2 separate regions of the Mus musculus genome follow, and region 2 is linked to region 1. Evidence: chromatin contacts called from public HiChIP or PLAC-seq data. All regions are on one chromosome and are shown on one strand. The core of a region is the stretch at or near the end of the contact, and the rest is flanking DNA. Distances in the headings are between cores, read along the strand shown.

Region 1 (6,998 bases), core at 4,342-6,841:
GCAGGCCTGGCTCACTCTGGGTATTTTTCACTTTCTCCATAGGCTCTGAACGTGATTATCTTAGTGATCAGGGAACAACCTCTGCAGAGGAATACCAGTCTTGTAAGGCCCAAGGGCACACAGGTTCTCTTAACCAGAAACAAGTCCCCCCCCCCCCCCAGTAGGAAGGCCAACTGGGACGTCTTCACTGCCAAGGGAGGCGTAGGGATCCAGCACAGCAAGGGGGAATGTCAACGCTTGGCTGGAGGGCAGGCGGCTGCCATTTGAACTAATGCTTTTGAAAATCTCCTGCTGGGGAGAAATGGGGGAAGCACTAATGGACGTAATGAACCAAGCCTCCCAGGGAAGCCACAGAGAATTTCATCAGCCAGTCATTTAAAACTAGAGCGAGGAAAAAACACTTTGGTAGAGGAGGACAGAAGCAGTATATGAGCCAGGCCTCGGAGTGGCCTGAATCCAAGAGCCTGGCCATCAGCACCTTAGCCCTGGGCTGCCCTAGCACGGGCAGCAGAGGGTGTGTGTGTGTGTGTGTGTGTGTGTGTGTGTGTGTGTGTGTGTGAGTGTGTGTGTGAGTGTGTGTGTGAGTGTGTGTGTGAGTGTGTGTGTGAGTGTGTGTGTGAGTGAGTGTGTCTGTGTGTGTGTGTATGTGTGAGTGTGTGTGTGTGTGTGTCTGAGTGAGTGTGTGTGTGTGTGTGTGAGTGAGTGTGTGTAAGTGTGTGTGTGAGTGAGTGTGTGTGAGTGTGTGTATGTGTGTGTGTGTGTGTAAGTGTGTGTTTGAGTGAGTGTGTGTGTGTGAGTGTGTGTATGTGTGTGTGTGTCTGTCTGTCTGTGTGTGTGTGTGACTGTGTGTGTGAGTGAGTGTGTGTGTGTGAGTGTGTGTGTGTTGGGGGTGCCTACAAGCAGGAGTCTCTTGTGTACTTAAAAGGACTCTGAGTACACGAAGAAGCACGGACCTAGCTTACAGGGCAGCTGGGCTGTGTCCACACACAGACTGAGTGCATCTGCCTGGTCAGCTCACCCTTGCCTATGTGGACCTGCTTTTAACACCTAGAACTCATTTCCTGTTAGTACCACAAGAGGCCTCTGTGCTCTCCTGAGTGGCCAAGCACCAGAACCTGGGCCCCTTATCTAGAGATGCCACCGCCCACAGTGGGCTAGGTTAATCAAGAAAGTGCCCCCAAAGGCTTGCTTACAGGTCAGTCTTATAAAGACATTTTATCAGTTGAAAGTCTAAAATGACCCTAGCTTGTGTCAAGTTAACAGAAACCTAGCCAGCCAGAAAAGGGAACCAGGGGTTCAAAATAGGTGTTTGCAAAAGCCAACGTGCTGGAGGCTGCATGGGAGAGGCTATTTCTCCCTGTCTTCTGTAGTTCCTCAAAGCCAACTGGATCTCTTAGCTTATGACCCACTCCCATCTTCGTGGTCAGCAATGTTTCTAATCTCTCTCTGACATTCCTTCTTCCCCTTTGCGCTTGTGATTATACCAGTCTCACTCACACGATCAAGGACTACCTTCCCACCCTAAAACCTTTGACGCAAATGTCTGTCCCGGCAGGTTCCAACAGCAACCATGGGGCATCTGTGGAGAAATATTCCTTGATGACTCTAATCCCTAGAATTTAATTTCAGCAGCCCAGAGTGGAAGGAGCATCCTGTCCCTGGGTCTGGGGCATCCTGTCCCTGGGTCTGGGGCTCAGCAGCAGCAAGGAAACGTGAGCTTGACAAGGACAGGGAGATATGGTGTGCTGGCTGGGTTTTCATCAACGTGATACAGCTAGGGTCATTTTAGAATTGGGAACCTCAACTGAGAAAATGCCTTTATAAGACTGACCTGTTCCAGGGCAGTGGTGATGCACACCTTTAATCCAAGCACTTGGGAGGCAGAGGCAGGTGGATTTCCGAGTTCGAGGACAGCCAAGACTACACAGAGAAACCCTGTCTCTTGGGGAAAAAAAAAAAGACTGGCCTTGTATGCAAGCCTTCTGGGGAACTTTCCTGATTGCCCTAGCCCACTGTGGGTGGTGGCATTTCTAGAAAGGGGGTCCTTTTCTATAAGAAAGCAGGTTGAACAAGCCACAAGGAGCAAGCCATAAGCATCGTTCCTCCCTAGCCTCTGGATCAGCCTCTGCCTCCAGACTTCTGCTCTGCCTTCCCCTCAGGATGCTCGTTGTAAGCTGGGAGCTGGAAGGAATTCTTTACTCTCCAGGCTGACTTTGGTCTCCGTGTTTATCAAGGCAATAGAGAGCAGCCTGAAACACATGGCTTAGCCTTTCTTCAGCCACTGCATTTATCCACGGAGCCCTTCTGGGGTACATCCACTTGTCAGCCAACTTTTAGTTTCCTTTACTCTTTAACCCTACCTGCTTGCATCTATGGGTTCCAGAGACCCAGGCTTCTCGGTTTTGCTTCAGTTCCGCTCCCCGTTAGAGCAGGCATGCGAGAAAGCTGATCACGTTGAGTCCACTGTCAGGATGCAGAGAACAGACAGGAAATAGGGCTGGGCTGTAAAACCTCAAGGCTGACCGCCCTCCCTCAAGAGACCCATTTTCTCCCGTGAGGTTCTACCTCCTACAGGTTTCATAACCATGTCACCAGCCCAGGGCCAAGTGTCCCAACACATTAGCCAAAGGAGACATTGTAGATTCAAACCATAACAAACGGGGACATACTGGAAACCAAATGAGTGTCGACCAATGTTCAGCTCCATCCTGCGTGCTCTGAGTGGGACGGACAGTGCTCCTTTGCTCGCCTCTACAGTAAGGATGGCCAAGCTCTTTGGCTCGAGTTAGCGGGCCTTGTTGAGGAAGTCGAGGAAAGAGCTTTGTGTGCTGTCGTGCAAATGTGATACCAGGGTCTGTCACATGAAGGGAGGCCACCAACATAGAGATGCTTTTAGTGTCTGATTTTCAGCCATTATAATAGAACGGCGCAAATTAAGCAATCAACAAAGAAGCCAGAGTTCTTTTCTTACAGTTCTGGGGCCTGGGAAATGCAAGGTGCAGGGGGTCACACCTGGTGAGAGCCTGCCTGCTGGGCTGTGTGTGGCTAGGAGGTATCACATGGGCAGAGAGCAACCATAACACAGAGGGCTGGAACTGCCCACTCCTGACACGATGATGGTCCTTCTGTAAAGGCTGTGCCTCTCGGTGAGCCATCTCTCAAAAGTCACTTCCTGCAACACTGCAGCAGTAACAAACCAGTTTCAACCATGAGTAGAGGCGACACGCAAATATAGCAGATATATGCTAAGCTGGTATCTTGAACTGCCCTAAACCGGTATTCTGAACAGCCCACCTCTCTAAGCCAGGAGATGGAATGACTTAGCATTCAGGTTCTAGCTTCTTGTGACATAAAGTATTCCAATGAACACTGAAGGGGGCAATGCAAAGGCTAACATGTCAATACCCAGGGAAAATCAATATTTCCTAAGACTTGAGTTTTACTTCCTACTTTTTCATATTGGTAATCCCGTTGGGTTTTCCCCACCTTGGGTTGGGAAATAAAATGAGGTCGCACTGGCTCTGTATGAGAACATCTTCATGTGAGTCCTCTTTCTGCCAAGGACTGTCCTATTTACCAGTGAGCTTTGCACCGGACACAGAGTGTCATTCCCTACTGCTGGTGGACGGATGGACAGATGTATGGACATGACAGATGAACGCATGAACTAACGCTACAGCATTTACAAAATAACTTCTAATTCACCTTTTTGCCTGGCAACCCCTTTCTTACTCTGCATATCAAAGCGGAAAAGAACAGCAGGCAGATTGGCTTCTATGGGGATCCTAGACCCCTAACCTTAAAATCTTAACCAATGTGAATTTATAGTCTCCTCAGAGAGCTAAAAGTATCAACTGAGTGTCCTCCCAGTCCAGAATGGCTTGAACTGCCTATTGCTTTGACAGGATGCCTAAATACATGGTAAGGCTTTTGTATAATGTGGCTCCCTACCCTACAGAAGATGACGTGTGCATAAGAGATTTTAAGAAAACTGCACAGAAAAGGAGATGGTGCTTTTGTTATTTTACCAAGAAACATGTTCCCCATAACTTGTTTCTGCTAAAGCTTCCCTCAACAAGACAATCCGATTTCTGAATGACCCAGGAAGAGGGGACCTGCGAAGCTTGGGGCAGATTATGCTTTGAGACCAAGCTACTGTTGGCTCGGTTGATGTCACTTGTTCTGTTGTGTGGCCCAATATCCCTCAGCCATAATTAAAACAATGTGTGTGTGTACACTCTTACCTCCAAAGTTTTTTATGCACAAAAATTATATACTTAAAGACAGAGAGCTCTGTTTCTCACCATTTTCTCTATCTCACAGGTTTTCATACTCCTGTGTCCATTCAAGTTTCTATTGGCTGCCAACTCCTGACGTGGAGTGCTGTGTAATGCTTGCATAGTTTGGAGGCAGTGAGACTGGTTCCGGCTTGGGAGTTCTGCGGGGTGATCAGGACCTTTTCTCTCTCTGTCTGCATGTCAGCACGTGGTTTCCATACCTACAGCTGCTTCATGTTTCACATGCATCCACGATAATAGCGGCCATAAAATCTGTCTTCTAGATGGGAAGCAAAGAAAAAAGAGGGAGGGAAAAGGCTACGTCTATATTCTGTTTTTAAAAGCTTTCCTGGAAATTAACCCACCAGGTGTTGATATTCCATTGGCCAGAAGTTAATCATGTGAGAACCACTTGCCAGGGAGACTGGGAAATGTGATCTTTTTGCTCCTTATTAAGGATGTGGACAATATGGGATACTGAACAGGAACAATCACAATGTGCGGGACCTTGCCTTCATTTTACTTATCCAGAGTCACCTACAAGAGTCTTTTAAAATCACAGTATCTGATTTTTGTGGATTTTCCCTTAACTCCTCATTTATTAATTATAATTGAATAAGGAAGAGCTGCTCCTTCCTCCTGGGAACACAATTCTTTATTTATAATGGTATCGATTCTTCTCTGATCCCTTTAACAAGAGAATGGTCTTTGGAAAAGAAGAACCAAGTGCTTCCAGCATTACCTATCTCCCTAAGATGGTTTGAAATAACAATACAGCTAGCTACAAGCTTTAAGAAATGTGGGCATCACCAAGGCCACACAAGCACCCAGTGTCCTCACACAGCTCAAAAGTGGCAGGAAAAGAAAAAGGTCACATCAGGGTAGATCCACTAGTGTAAATTTCTCATTTGTCAAAAATATGAATTCATAGTTGGCAAGAAAAAAGAGCCAGTTGAGCTAGACAAATATGATTTCTGTTGACAGGATATTAGGTAAAATAACTCACACAAACTAACTAAGGTGGCACCCAGTAAATATTTTTAATAGTTTTTGTTGAAAGGGCTATCATCATTCAAGCACTTCTTGGTCTCTGAGACGTGTGGGTGGCTTAGTTGTTTTGTAAGACCTTTTTGAAACATGATAGGGTATATGAAAATTTAAAAGACCGCGTCTTAGTTACTTTTCTACTGCTTAACAACGTGGCCAAGACAGGTTATAGAAGGAAGGTTATACTTGGGCTACAGTACCAGACGGGTAAAGGTCTATGATGGCAGAGGGGCAGAGCCGCGATGGGCGGAGCCGCGATGGGCGGAGCCGTAGCAGGAAGCTGAGAGCTCACTTCTTCAAACTGCAAGCAAGAAGCAGAGAACGCCAACTCAAACTGGCCAAGGCTTTAAGCTCTCAAAGTCCACATTTGCTCTCCAGCAAGGCCGTAACTCCCAAGCTGCCCCTAACAGTACTGCAAACTGGTGTCCAAGTATTCAAATACTGGAGACTTTGGGGGAACATCTCATTCAATCCATCACAATCATAAATATTTTTAAAATAAAAATGATAGTAAGTCCACTTTCTGATGAATGTCTATGGTCTTTGGGTGGGAATTTGATGATGGAGTCGTTCCTCCTCTTTTTGTTTAGAAAGCCTAGACATCAAGGTTTGGGAACCTGGCAAATGGGCTTGGATTCGGGTCTGCTGGCTAGAGTCTCCATCTGCATTTGACCTGCACATTTGCTGGTCAGCCGGGGTAAGGACGTAAGGGGTGGGATCGAGGACATAAGAGGGTTAGAATTATGAGTCCGAAGCCTTTGGGTCATCTCAGAGGTGTCTACCGCGAGACTGGCAACTGCACGTTTAAATTTTAATTTGAAATGCCACGTTCACCTCCTTATTGTATTTTCGCCGAGAATACAAGACGAGCATACCTAAAGAGGGGGAAACGGAGTGGCTTGTTGAACAAGATTGTTCTAGAAGTTGGGATCCTGATTTGTAGTCTTGATCAGAGTGCTAGAGGCTGTTCGCATCAGTTTAGCTCCTTCATTTCCCTGAGATCTTTTCTCACAGAACCTGTCCTGCTCTGAAAACCTGTCTAGGATTTCCCTAAGAGTGCCTTGGGCTGCCTGCAGTATCTTCAGTAGAACTCTTTTGCCACCTAGTGGCCAAATTAAAGATCTTCGCCTTACCGTATCTTCTGCTTCCAGGTCCCTCCTTGATTGCAGCAAAAAGAACAAAGCCATTTTAGACTTTCCTCCGCAAGAATGCGGCAAACTGCCAGAGCTGGGAGGAACAAATGTTTAATTCATGTCCTTGGAAGCTCCGCTGGGTGAACAAACACAGCGCCGCTTCCTAAGGCAGAGGCCTTGGTGCAGTGGGCATGTGGTTACAAAGCGGTTCCTGACGGCGAGAACACCCAGCGAGGTGCCCTGATAAATGTAACCCCAAGGAGATGTGTTTGGGTTACTCCCTGTGAGCTAATCTGTTACACGCTGGTCCTTAATGCTTTCAGCTGCTCCCAGTTAATACTCATTAAGCATGCATGCAGTGCCTGTCCCTCTCTAGACATCTGAAATAGAGAGGGGTGAGAGGGTCCCCTCGGGTCTCCTGCTGATCTGGAGTCATCTTTCACCCAACAGTGGTCCCTATAGGGTTGTTTTTCCAGCAGCCCCATCAGAATAGAAACTCCTCCTAGACTTTATCTGAGCCTCATGGCTTTACCTATCTGAG
Region 2 (6,532 bases), core at 3,647-6,146, 220 kb before region 1:
ACACTAATCACTTCAAAACATTTGGGGGTTTGGTTTGGTTTGGTTTTGCATTGTTTGTTCAATCAGCCAGTCATCAATGAACTGAGTGATAGGTCACCTGTATCTCTATGAGCAGATCCCAGATCGAGGAACACAGCAGAGAAACAAATATACAAACACCCAGAGCTCACGGAGCTACGTTCTATTTGAGATCTGTCTGTCTTCCAATTGCCAATTGAATACATGTTGACAATGTATTAAATAATAGCTGATATCACTCATGAGACTCAAACTGTGTTAGAAAGATTGGCTGTAAGGCATATAAGACATAAGGAAGGTGCATGTATGTCACGAATTAAGCATGTTATTTCATCTTCACTTGCCTTCAAGCTCCCTGTTCATTTTTTTGGCCAACCAAGAAGTAAAGGTAATTCCTAGGAAGTATTTTCATCAAGGCGTACAGTATAAAGTAGGTTTTACAAACAAAAGTGAGCCTGCTGCTGCTTACCCTCATTTGGGCAACCCTACACTGAAACACCCCAGACTTATGTGGCAAGCATAAAAAAAGTAAAGGCCACAAAAGTGGCATCACAAAAACCAGCAGAAAAAAAGAAATCCAGTGAAAACTTACCTCAAGGAGGTTCGGAGATAAAGCTCTAGAGCCTGGCCTTGGGACTTCCATGTTGGCTGAAGTTCACGTGGAGCCAGCACAGCTCTACTAACCTCCAGCCAGGCCCACTGCATCTTTTAAATGTCCTGGGTGGTGCAGCTGAGGAGGGGTGGGTCAGGCAAACCCGGGTGTTTCATAATACAGCCAGGTAGAGAGCACGTACTTGCCTCTGGGAAATAAAGTTACGAGGGTGAGAGCCTCTGAGGAAGATCAGCTCCAGCAGCAAGGAATGGGAGCAAAATAGGAAACACAAACATCAAAGCTAGGGAATTACAAAAGCATGTCTCTAAAAGAAAGGCCATCACTGGACAAAGCTACCTTAGGTGGTTCCCTTGTGAGCTAACTAGATGAGGGGAGAGAGGGGTTTCTTATATATAAGGAAGGGAAGGAGGGAGGGAGAAAGGGAGGGAAGGAGGAAAAAAAGGAGAAGGAAGAAGGGAAGGAGGAAGGGAGGAAGGAAGAAGGGAAGAAGGAAGGGAAGAAGGAAAGAAGGAAGAAGGGAGGAAGGAGGAAGGGAAGGGTATGTCAGAAAAGAAATAACAGAAGAATAGCAGTATTTGCAAGAATCACAGTGCCTTCGTGTAAGATACACTTGAGTAGGAGGCAACTCTGTAATAAAGAAGAATGAACTAAGCTTTCTTCACTGTCAAGCTTAACAAACCAGCATTTACATGACTATCAGCTACATTCATATACAACAGAAGAGGGAAAGCTAAGAAAACCAGCAAATATTAGCAGTAAGGTACAGGTTTTTTAAAGGCCATAGAAAATAAAGTATATACATAAACAAGAACACAAAGTGGTCCTAGGAAGTCCAGGACATGAGCTACCGCCATTGTGAGGATAGCAGTAGGAGCTGAATTCAAATTCTGATCCTAGAATATTATCTCAGGCAGCCCCTAGAAGATGGGCAACATCACTCCACAGCAATAAGGCATTAGAAGTAACTTCCTATTTAATTAGAGGAATCAAAATAATAATAATAATAATAATAACATACCATCCTCCTAAGCCAAATAGACACCACAATGCTTGTGGCTTTGTAAGATGGCTGTCCTTATACACAGCTGAAATGTTCTGTATCAAAAAGGCTTGGGGAAAGGGAGACAGATGGGGGTGGGGTGCAGGTGTATGAAGACAGCAGGCAAATGTGACATTTTAGTCTCTTTTTCTTGTTGACTAAATCTAAACCTTTGCTTTTGAACATTTTTTAGATGTTTTAAAGATGTTGGTTTCTCCTTAACACTCATTTCTCACTGTTGTCTCTGGATTCCTGCTGGTTGTTCTCTTCAGTGCCTCTTCCTTTTTGTCTCCATCTTTTGTGGACTGTGAAATTCCAAGTTTCTATAGCAAAGAAAGAAGTGATATGAGTTCTAGGTCTCCCTGCCCTTGTGGATCACTGGCCAATAAGGTTCACTAGGGGGAAGGGAGAAGAGATGATTGGGAGGGGTGCTCAGAAGCCCTGTGAATACAGATTCGGAATAACCACATTGGAACCAGATAAAAGGGGACTGATCAACTTTATATAGGGTGATTCAAGGCTTATAAAGTTTTGGGGGGACTCAGGATAAGAACATCCAGGATGGGCAAAGGTCATTGGCTGAAGGCTTAGGGTACCAAAATGTCTCATTAGCATGGGGAAGTATTTCAGGAATCTCAGGTCCTAGCTGAACATGTTCTTATCAGGAAAAAGGCAATTGATCCTGAAATTTAATCAGGTAGAGACATGTGTGAGGGCCTAGATTTCCCCAAAGTCAGAGAAAAAGAAGCCCCACTAATGAAGGGAGTCTTCCATTACTCTCTGAACCCAGAGGCTATCTGATCAATGGTAGACTTCAACCTTAATTAGAGTTTCTCTACAATGAGTAGAAAAAAAATCTGAGTGTATTCAGGTCAGAGAGCCCTAGTTCTGCCCACGTGTCTTGTTTTGTGTCTCTGTTGCTGGGATAAAACACTAATCAAAAGCAACTTGAGGGGCTGGAGAGATGACTTAGAGGTTAAGAGCACTGATTGCTCTTCCAGAAGTCCTAAGTTCAATTCCCAGCAACCACATGATAGCTCACAACCATCTGTAATGGGGTCCGGTGTCCTCTTCTGGTGTGTCGGAAGAGAGTAATGGTGGGTATTCATATGCATAAAATAAATAAATAAATCTTAGAAATAACAAAAAGCCACTTGAGGAGGAAAGGATTTGCTTGATTATGCTTCCACATCATCGCCCCAGTGTGGAAAGTCGGGGTGGAAATTCAGGCAGGAGCCCGCAGGCAAGAACTGAAGCAGAGCCATAGAGGAACGCTGCCCACTGACTCGCTTTCCAAGGCTTGAGTAGGGCTAGCTTTCTTAAATAACCAAAGGCCATCCACCCAGAGAGGTCCCACCCACCGAGGACGGAGCCCTCATCAATCAAAGGTCAATCATCAATCCAAAAATGTCCCCCATTAGTATGCCCACAGGCTAACCCAATGTAGGTTAATTACTCAGTTGAGGTCTTCTTGTCCCAGTTGACTCTAGTTTGTGTCACGTTGACAAAATATTAGTCAGCACACTATACTTCTTAACCTGGTGATGATTGCTGTAGTGTGTGTCTGGGTTGGTGACTCAGAAAAGAAATGTCAGCATAAAGTAAACTAAGCAACATATTGAAACTCTCATGTTTTTCTCCTGCGCCCTGTATCTCCCACCTTCTGGGCTGCTGATAGTCTACAAAAGTATCTTTTTTGTTGTTGTTTGTTTGTTTGTTTGTTTGTTTGAGACAGGGTTTCTCTGTGTAGCCCTGGCTGTCCTGGAACTCACTCTGTAGACCAGGCTGGCCTTGAACTCAGAAATCCGCCTGCCTCTGCCTCCCATGTGCTTGGATTAAAGGCATGTGCCACCACTGCCTGGCCCAGAAGCCACAAGGCATGCATAGAAAAGAAAGCTACGTGAGCCAATAGTGGTTCATACCTATTCTCCCTTCACCCAGGAGGTTGAGCAAAAGAATCGCCATGAATTCAAGATCAGCATGAACTCTAGTGAGACCTTGTCTTAGAAAAAAAAAAAGAAAAGAAAAGAAAGAAAGAAAGAAAGAAAGAAAGAAAGAAAGAAAGAAAGAAAGAGAGAGAGAGGGAGGAAGAGAGGGAAAGGGAGAGGGAGAGAGAGAGCAAGAGAGAGAGAGAAGGAAGGAAGGAAGGAAGGAAGGAAGGAAGGACAAAGAAGGAAGGGAGGGAGGAAAAAGGGAGGAAGGAAAGATTACTGAATGCCAATCCCTTTCAGGACCCAAAAACCAGCAGCCACAGCAGAAGACTGGCAGCTACACCCTGAACATTCTGGCAAGAAGTAAGGCTTCTGGGCAATTAGTCATGTTCAAACAAAGTGCAATCACTGCTGGCATTTCTGTGACTACAAAGAACCACGTTGGAGCTTGTGGTTCCATTCGGTTCATCTAGCTTAAAGCTCTGTATTCAGTCCTTAGTACCACTGAAATGGGTCAAAGTGGAATATACCGGTAATTCCAGCACTTAGGCTATGGAGGCAGGAGGATAAGAAATTCAAGACCACTTCAGCTACTTAGACATGAGACACACCTGGACTACATGGAGCCCTGCAACTACCGCAACAAAATCCCACTCTGTACCAATGCCACTACCTCAACAAAAACCTATTGTACATTCCCGAGGAAAACATTTAACAATAAATACACACTATCTTTTATAAATAGATATTAAAAATAAAATAGAAAATACCCAAAACAATTGTAAAATTAATACATGACCGCATAGGCAATGTTGTCTTGCTGTTAAACAGCAGAACATTTTGAAATGTTCATTTGTTCCTCTCCATTCTTCATGCCCTTTCATTTAGATTCTGTTTGCATCCTGTCTCCCAGTCCAAGCACATAATTATACATTTACAGCCTCTCAGTAGCCATGGGGTAGGAGGAAGGTGGAAAGCAGCAGAGGCCTAGGTTTAGCATCCATATCCTTCCATGGTCATAAAGATGCGTGGGCACTTTATAGAGATGGTAAGTTTTGATGTCAAACAAAGTGGCATGTTGGTCAACTATAAAGTAAAACAGACTTTCCTAAGTAGAGATTCTATCTGCCCCAACAAGAGGCTGAGAAGACACCTCCACCAGATCCCTGAACCATACAAGTAAGCTTCCCTTCCCCCACCCATCTTCCCTGCTCTCTGAGCCCTCTGGGCCATGCCACGTTGCCCTGAGCAATCTGCTATCCCTGGAGGACCTCCATTCTCCCGCTGCCCCTCCCCCAACCTCCATCAGACCTGAGATTCTTGAACCATACGGGTTAGCTGCCCTTCCCCCACCCATCTATCCTGCTCTGCCTGAGCCCCAACATCTTTCCAGACTGCACCTCCACTTGAACCTGTGGCAGACTGGTGTGCCTGCACCTCCCCCACAAGCTAACTGCCTCAAAGGTGGGCTGCCATAACTAGGAATACAGGTGAGACCCCTGTCCCAATATCTACATCAGCTGGGACCCCCACAGAGCTCAGCAGGTGTGCAATCTTTCCTGCTCTGCCTGAGCCCCATTGTCTTTCTGGTCTTCACCTCCATGAGGTCTATTCTAACCAGGGACACAAGGACACAGGGATACAGGAGGCCTGCTCTAATCATGGACACAGGAAGTCTGGCCTAGCCAGAGACTAGCTGAACCCAAGGAAGCCTGCTCCAACCCAAGTCACACAGCTCTTCCTGCTTCCAAGGAGGCCTGCTCCTATCAGAGATACCCAGACCAGTTAATACCAGAGATAACCAGATAGCAAAAGGCAAATGCAAGAATATAAGCAACAGAAGTCAATGTCATTTGGTATCATCAGAACCCAGTTCTCCTACCACAGTAAGCCTGGATACCCTAACACTCCCGAAGAGCAAGATTCTGACCTAAAATCCCATCTCATGAAGATCATTGAGGCCTTTAAGAATATAAATAACTCTCTTAAGGAAATATAGAAAAACACAGGCAACATAGAAGCCTTTTAAAAGGATACAAATAAGTCCCTTAAAGAAATACAGGAAAATATAATCAAATAAATGAAGAAATTGAACAAAACATAAAATGGAAATAAAAACAAACAGAAATCACAAATGGAGAAACCCTGGATATGGAAAACATAGGAAGGAATACAGCAGCTACAATACAAGAAATGGAAGAGAAAATCTCAGGTGTAGAAGATACCATAGAAGATATTGAGACATCAGTCGAAGAAAATACAAAGTGTAAAAAGTTCCTAACCCAAAACAGCCAAGAAATTTGGGACACATTGAAAAGACCAAACATAAGAATAATAGGCTGAAGCCTTCCTCAGCCTTGAGTAGGCTGGCTCTGACCTTGCTGCCACTGAGAATGAGACCACCTAGAGTGAAGCTTTCTGACCTAGATGGTTCTATTCTGTCACCAGCTTTGTTCTTCTCTGAGACACTGCTACCTGCTGAGAGAGGCCCTTGAGATATACTAGAGACAGCAAGCAATCCAGTAATTTACACCTACTTGCTAAACCAGTTCTTTCAGATAGAGGCTGGTGACAGGCATCAAGAATGGATCTGCAGGAGATGGGCTCTCTGCTTCTATAAGCACAGGTTGTTAGTAAACTTTGGGTCTTTGATCAGAAACCGGTCTTGGCCTTGTCTTTTCTCCCCATCTATTCTCTTTTAGCCCCAGCCTGCCTTTCAGGAGTACCCAGTTTGTGTGGCCACCTGTGATCACAATAGGAAATAAGAGAGTAAAGATTCCCACTCCAAAAAGTCAGAGAACAACTTCAACAAAATCATAGAAGAAAACTTCCCCAACCTAAAGAAAGAGATGGCCATAAACATAAAAAAAAACCTATAGAACATCAAATAAATTGAACCGGAAAAGAAAATCCTTTCACCATATAATAATC

What was found. HiChIP or PLAC-seq counts read pairs in DNA pulled down with a chosen protein or histone mark.
Region 2: a contact with region 1 is called in a FOXA1 HiChIP or PLAC-seq map of pancreatic cancer cells. The contact joins two enhancer-like sites. A contact is called at or near these places in 5 of 484 Hi-C or Micro-C datasets (the G1E-ER4 cell line, cerebellum, granulosa cells and 2 more), 3 of 115 datasets of contacts at active chromatin or transcription factors (bone marrow-derived macrophages, neural tube and pancreatic cancer cells) and 1 of 9 other capture datasets (embryonic stem cells).

What each region holds. Positions count from the first base shown.
Region 1 is chr3:146,327,559-146,334,556 of GRCm38.p6, reverse strand. No RefSeq gene overlaps it. Among named protein-coding and RNA genes, the nearest start is that of Gm40167, 15 kb to the left of the region's middle. Within about 2 kb of position 5,591, at least 118 of the 459 cell types and tissues checked have an H3K27ac peak or open chromatin away from gene starts, as enhancers often do. A contact at or near this core is called in pancreatic cancer cells, where this site is marked.
Region 2 is chr3:146,543,370-146,549,901 of GRCm38.p6, reverse strand. No RefSeq gene overlaps it. Among named protein-coding and RNA genes, the nearest start is that of Rpf1, 25 kb to the right of the region's middle. Within about 2 kb of position 4,896, at least 15 of the 459 cell types and tissues checked have an H3K27ac peak or open chromatin away from gene starts, as enhancers often do. A contact at or near this core is called in pancreatic cancer cells, where this site is marked.